Linked DNA regions of Triticum aestivum: region 1 is linked to region 2. A link is a contact called in public Hi-C data. All regions are on one chromosome and are shown on one strand. The core of a region is the stretch at or near the end of the contact, and the rest is flanking DNA. Distances in the headings are between cores, read along the strand shown. Region 1 holds the start of LOC123039372 (probable plastid-lipid-associated protein 12, chloroplastic). Region 2 has its middle 110 kb from the start of LOC123046533.

Evidence for each region. A called contact is a pair of places that touch in the nucleus more often than the background predicts.
Region 1: a Hi-C map of leaf shows a contact between it and region 2, with 4 times the contacts expected there. The contact joins the promoter of LOC123039372 here to the enhancer-like site in region 2. A contact is called at or near these places in 2 of 5 Hi-C or Micro-C datasets (both in leaf).

The regions. Positions count from the first base shown.
Region 1 is chr2B:658,248,511-658,251,949 of IWGSC CS RefSeq v2.1, reverse strand. LOC123039372 (probable plastid-lipid-associated protein 12, chloroplastic) reads right to left here and starts at 1,820. Exons shown (of 12, transcript XM_044462569.1): 1 at 1,686-1,820; 2 at 508-900; 3 at 336-389. The coding sequence starts at 1,820.
Region 2 is chr2B:658,018,296-658,021,720 of IWGSC CS RefSeq v2.1, reverse strand. No RefSeq gene overlaps it. Among protein-coding and RNA genes, the nearest start is that of LOC123046533, 110 kb to the left of the region's middle. Within about 2 kb of position 1,285, at least 7 of the 8 cell types and tissues checked have an H3K27ac peak or open chromatin away from gene starts, as enhancers often do. A contact at or near this core is called in leaf, where this site is marked.

The DNA.
Region 1 (3,439 bases), core at 571-3,070, 230 kb before region 2:
GTAAACTTAAGCGGAGGGAGAGTATCTTCTGTACTGGTACAATTAATTAGTTAAACATGATTGGATCATTTGATTTTATTTTTTCTAGAATAATGAAAATTGTTGATGGCAATTCACTTCATGGCACAATATGCATATCTTCACTTCTTCAGTTGTGCCCATTTGAAGACCAAAGTATTTCGAGACATATATACACATGCTGCTGGCAAATGATGGCTAGTGTTTTCTTTTCTTTTTGTAAGACACAAATAAACACTTCCATGGGCTCATTAGGTAACTCAATAACTACCTTCAAGCGCAAATCATAAAGAAAAAAAAGGCACAAGGGCACCTACCGGATCGGGCACACCTTCCAGCGCCTCCAGAGTCTGCACTGCGCTTTCCACCTCCTGCACACGCGGATCAGCGCGCCGCATCAGTAACATTTCAACAAGCACATGGCGCGCGCCCACGCGGCGCAGGACACGCGCGTACGGAAGTCTCAAGCCAAGTGGGCTGGTTCCTTGCCTGGAGCTGGCGCGGCGCGACTGCACGGCCACGGCCCTGTACGCCGACGAGGGCCTCCAGCAGCGCCTCCTCCGGCTCAGTGTACGACACCTCCCCGGCCGCCACCGCCAGCAGCGGGGCTCCGCGGCGGCAAAGGCGAGGCCGTCTCCGCGAGCGCCGCCCGTAGGAGGTGCCGGAGAGAGGGGAAGAGGGGGAAGAAGGCGGCGCGTAAGAAGGAGGGAGCTTGAGGAGGCCTGTCGGCGCTGCTAATGCGGCGGCCATGGCGCCCGGTAGAAGAACGGGGGCGCGTCGTTTGTTTGTGGCTTGCGTTCGCGCCTCCCGGTGTAGTGCGCCGGTGTTGGATGGGAAATCGATCTGCTGGACCAGCAGTTGGGCGCCACGTGGACGGGATGGCTGCCACGGCCGTTATTTACACGGACGCTGCTCTACCTTCTCCCCGTGCACATGCCCCATGCGTACTCTCCACCGCTCAATTTTCATCCAACGGCTGTGTGAGTCCTTCAGTACATCACTTTTTCCTCCTTAAAAAAGACAACTCTTAACACTTAACTAAAAAGAAAACATGAAAAAAATAGTGAAATTTTCAAGCGCGGTGGAGAAGGGGTTTCGGGAAATTTTCACACGCGATTTTTTTTGAGCATCAATACAGACACAAGCGCTCATATACACGCGCATACACTCACCCCTATGAACGCACACACGCATACCCTATCCCTATGAGCACCTCCGAGAGACTGAGCCGGCATATTATCTTGAGATTTACGAAGCAACCGTAGGCGCCTCGTCGTCGACGGGAACGTCTCCACCCACTGAAATCCTGAAAAAAATCCAGGAATAATGCGAGCATCAGGATTTGAACCCTGGTGGGTTGAGGATACCACTGTTCACCTAACCATCTCAACCACAGGTTGATTCGCATTTTCACACGCGATTGAGAGATCAGTTTTGGGTTACTATGTTTTTTTTGAACTTCGGCGACTTTATTTAATTCATAATCTATCCTTTACAATAAGCGGAATCAGGAAATCAAGAGGTTTATCAAGCCACACCCTTGACTCCTGACCCAAGAAACTAAAACGAGCAATAATATGAGCGCACTCGTTTACATCACGCACATAATGATTTATTGTCGCCTTGCCGAAAGAACTCATCAACCTTCGACAATCGTCAGTAATTACCGCACCTGACGCCCGGTAGTCATCCGGATTCTGGATAGCTTGAACAATCTCCATAGAATCACTTTCAATGGACAAAGGAAAAATGCCCATCTCCTCAGCAAGTCGTAGTCCCAATAATAGCGCAAACGCCTCCATCGTTGGAGCGTTCATTGCATTCGGTTTATATTCCATGGCCGTTGCAACAAAATCTCCCTTCGAATCTCGTAAAATAGCACCACTTGCCCCTGCACCCGAGTCAACATGATATGAAGCATCAACATTAAGCTTTATACAGCCTGATGCGGGTCTAGACCATCTAGTCTGTCGTGGAGGAACTAGCTTCTTTTCTGCTACCCAGTTAGCAACGATACCCCTAATCTGTAGAGACGATCGGGCTGGCGTACCAATCTCTTTATCATGGGACACTTGACGTCGTTCCCACCAGATATACCAACACGCAACCATAGCCAATTCCACTGCATTTTCTCCCTGGAACCAGACACCACCAGGTAAATTGGAGCATATTATCTCATCAAGTATCAATGAACCGGACCTATGCTGCTCAGCAATTGCGGCCACATTCACGCCTAGGCCGAGTTCCTTCCATACCTCTCTAGCTCCGCAACAGATAAATAACATGTGCTTAAGGTCTTCAGGATCTACCTTACACACCGGACAAGTCACTGGAGTTTTAATGTGTCTATTCGCTAAATTACAGTAACAGGGCACAATCTCGTGTAGAGCTCTCCAAATAAAAATATGGACTTTGGGGGGATACTCAAATCCCAAAGTAATTTCCATACCAGATGTGACATACTTCTTCCCACACCAGTATCAATACCTGCTCTAGTCCGATACTCCGCTTTCCATTCCGCATGATAAGTCGAACGGACAGTAAATCTCCCAGACTTGCATAATCGCCATGCTATGAAATCTGGTTGCGCTTGGGATGGAAGCGGAATTTGCAAAATCCTTGTAACATCAATTGGCCAAAAATTGTCATGTACCAATTGTACATCCCACTCTCCCGTATGTGGATCAATAAGATCTTGTACCGTCTCAAGAAGGCAATGCCCACGTGGTGTCATCACACGCCTATCATGGGCAGTAGGGATCCAAAGATCAGACCAAATATTAATACTTGCCCCATTGCCTGGTCTCCAAATAGCACCTCTTTTTAGGGTCTTTAATCCGGACATGATACTACGCCATGTGAACGAGGCATCTTTTTTAAGAACCGCATTGAAAAGGTTCCCATCCGGATAATATTTTGCACGAAGTACCTGAGCACACAAAGACTCTGGTTCACTTAATAGTCTCCAACACTAATTAGCCAACATCGCTTGATTAAAACAGTGTAAATCTCGGAAACCCATCCCTCCTTCTTTCTTCAGAATACACATCTTCCACCATGCTTTCCAATGCAATTTCTTTTGGCTCTGTGAACCTCCCCACCAATACCTAGCAAATTGCATCACATATACTCTTCCAGATGTTCTTTGGCAAACTGAAAACTGACATAGCATAAACTGGAATGGACTGCGCAACTGTTTTTAACAAAACTTCCTCCCCTCCCGCAAACAGCATCCTCGCATTCCACTCATCAATTAGAGCCCAGACTCTATCAACCAGTTGTTGGAAACAATCACTACGATCAATCCCCACATGAGAGGTTACTGTGTGTTTGCTCACAAACGGTCTCGCACGTCGGTGATATAATAAGTCGACGACGTTGCCTTTGATGAGCGACACAACGGAGGCAACATTGGTTTCTC
Region 2 (3,425 bases), core at 36-2,535:
TGTCATGGGTTCTCAACCATCTGGGTCACTTAATACATAGAGATTAAACTATACTCCTCCGTTACTCCTAGTTTTGAAATGCAATTAAACTCATTAATTTCTTCTTAGTAATTAATAAATGGAGTAAAAAAATCCAAAAAATCATGGGGTCATTTCTACCATTTTGGCAACAAGAGCATCATTTATACGCCTTGATGGCAGTCTGACCTTAGATTTTAACCATGTTTTCTGTTTTATTTGAACGTACTAGCATGGTTCTACGTCTTTTTGGCTCTTCTCGGTGTGTACATGTTCTAAGGATGTCGCACGGGCCAAAAAATCGACGTGGCAAAGTAGAGAGCACTTTAGTGATTCGGAGAAGAAACCATGCTAATCACGTAGACCTATGCAGAACAATTGGATGAAAGACTTTAGTTGTTAAACGATTAAATAGAAAGCTTAGCAATAAGAAGCTAAGCACTTATGTATGCAATTTAAAGTTGAGTTGATAAATCTTTTCATGCACTTAGCATTTCCTCTAACCAGTACACTAGCAGAGGCCCTGTGATTTATAACAGACAACCTGGTCTTTGTATATGTACGTTAGTATGGCCTACGCTCAGAGGAATGGGGAGTGGACCGCAAGTCAATCTGGCCCATGCTCAGAGGAATGGGGAGATGTAAAGTTGTAAAGGATAACACATAGGTGAAAAATTGTTGTGATAAAGTAACTAAGAAGAGAGAGCACTTTAATGACTCAGAAGAAACAATGCTACCTATACAAAGACATGAAGTTTCTTAGCTCGAGCTCATATGAGGCCAGGTGAACAGTAAAAATGAATAAGAAAATCAAACCATTCTAAAAAAAATTGTGACAAAAGTTTTTTACGCTTGCAAGTTTCATTGTGTTGCCATGAATTCTACAAATGTCCCAAGCTCTAAGAATTTTATGATTTTTTTATTGTTCACCCCGAGCTCATTCAAGGTTGGGACTAGAAGAGTAATCTCACCTTCACAAACACTTATGCATGAAATAATTTAGTTGCTAAACAATTTAAATAAAGAAAGCTTAGTTACAAAAGGCTAAGCGTGTGTATACATTAAAAGGGTTATAAGTTGGTACTAAGCCCTTTCGTGTATTTAGCATTTAGCACCTCAGCTAAGCATGTACCGCATAAAAAAATGTCAAGACGGCCACACGTGCTGCACTTATCATTTAATAAAAATAAGTGCCCTCATGATTTATACAGGCAGCCTGGTCTTTGGACCCGTATGGCAGCCTGGCCCACGCTCAGAGGAACGGGTGAGTGGACCGTATGCCAGTCTGGCCCACCCTCAGATGAACCGATCTGAGCACTAGCCACAGCCGAAGCCAATTCAAGCAAGCTTTTAAACTCCAGGCCAGCGCAGAGCCGCGGACTTGCTATCCACGCGACATCGCCCCTAGAAATTCTCGCGAGTGGCCTCCGCCGTCTCGGATTCTTGACCACCACGCTCACACGGAACCCTCTCTGGATCCGGCGCCCGCCGGCGACTTCTGCGGCGTCTCTCCCTAGACTACTCACCCCTTCCCCGATGGATCCATTCCCCGTCTTCGGCCGCGAGAGATCCCCGTCGTCGCCTGACTACCCGCCCCGCCTGGGGTCGCCGGAGTACGTGCCGTCGTGCCATCAGTGGCGAGCGGGGTCGCTTGACCTCGCGCCGTCGACCTCCCCGTGGCGCGCGGAGTCCCCGGAGTACGTCCCGTCGACTCCCTGGTGGCGCGGGCGCGTGACGGTCACGGGCAGCCACCACACCCGGTCGTCGGCAGGTGGGCGGCAGAGCTCGTCCTCGTCGTCGCCGGATTACTTCCCGTCCACCTCGCCGTGCTGCGTGGCGTCTCCGGAGTATAGGCCGTCGGCTGACCACTGGAGGCGTGCGGCGTCACCAGATTACGCGCCGTCGACCTCCCCGTGGCGCGCGGAGTCCCCGGAGTACGTCCCGTCGACTGCCTGGTGGCGCGGGCGCGCGGCGACCAACCAGCACACCCGGTTGTCGGTACCTGGGCGGCAGAGCTCGTCGTCCCCGGATTACTCCCCTTCTACCTCGCCGTGCCGCGTGGCGTCGCCGGGTTACTCCCCTTCTACGTCACTGTGCCGAGTGGCGTCGCCGGAGTATATGCCGTTGACTGACCACTGGAGGCGCGCGCTGGCGGTGTTCCCCGCCGACGACACCCCGTCGACACCTCAGGAGCAGCGACCTTCTTCGTCGGACTACGCCGCGTCGACACCTCCTCTGCGGCGCTCGCCGTCACCGGATTACTCCCCCTCGGCCTCCTCGTGGCGCGCGGCCTCGCCGGAGTACGTGCCGACTGCTCCGTGGAGGTGCGCGGCGTCCCCGCAGCACACGCCCCCGACGCGTCCCCAGCGCGCGGCGACATATCCTGACCGCGTCCCCCGCCCGTCTCCTCCGTCGCCGCCGGTGCCAGCTGACACTGGGTCGCGCACGTCCTCGCGGTCCCGCTGCTATCATCCGTACCAGAGGGGCGGCGTCGAGCCGTGCACGTGCTCCGCGCGCCGGAGCTGAACATCCCGTGGCGGCATGGGCGCCTGATTTTGCACGGATGTTAGTCGGATTCATAGGTACCTTGCAGATTGTAACAGGAGATATTGGATTCCTCATGCAAACTATGCTGTTAGTAGTTGCCTAACTTGCAATACTAGTCACTTCTTTCCTGTTTGCCGTGCTTCACATCAATAACGAGCATATCAATGCCACATGCATGACCCTTGCTCTTTCATGCATTGGTAAGATCAAATTTTGACAGAATTTAATGTGGACACAATCTATATTTATCTATTTCTAAAATAATAAGGTTTGCAAATGGCAAATTTCTGTTTTTTAAGATGGACCTAACAAACTGAAAGGAGGGAGTATCCAATTTGGATGCGATGTTTGATGGCGTTCTTTGCCTGCTTATCGGTTCTCGATCTTAGCAAAATGTCGCCCATGTATGCGGGTGGTTAGTGGGGGAGCCAGAAAAATTATACTCGCTTCATTTCATGATGTAGTGCATCAGCGCTTTTCGAGATTTAAATTTGACCATATATTTAACCAACGGGACCGACTGCGGCGGGAGCAAAAATTATACCACTAAATTTGTATCGAAAATACGAAATCAGTGCTATAATTTCTGTTGCCGTCGCAGTCGGTCTCGTTGGTTAAATTTAGATCTCAAAAAGTATAAATGCACTACATTGTGAAATGAAGGGAGTATCGGTGCGGCATAGTGTTATTAAGCAAGGTTTGGGAGGGCTAAGTCGTTAAATACGCTTTTAGCAGGTAATAATCGTCAATCTAACGAATGAAACTGAATGTTGGCCGGGGGCCCTGCTGGCTACCCCTGCCTCTGCCAATGTAGGAATCTTATCAAAATTCAAACTACTACAAGTTCAAAGTACTTACCG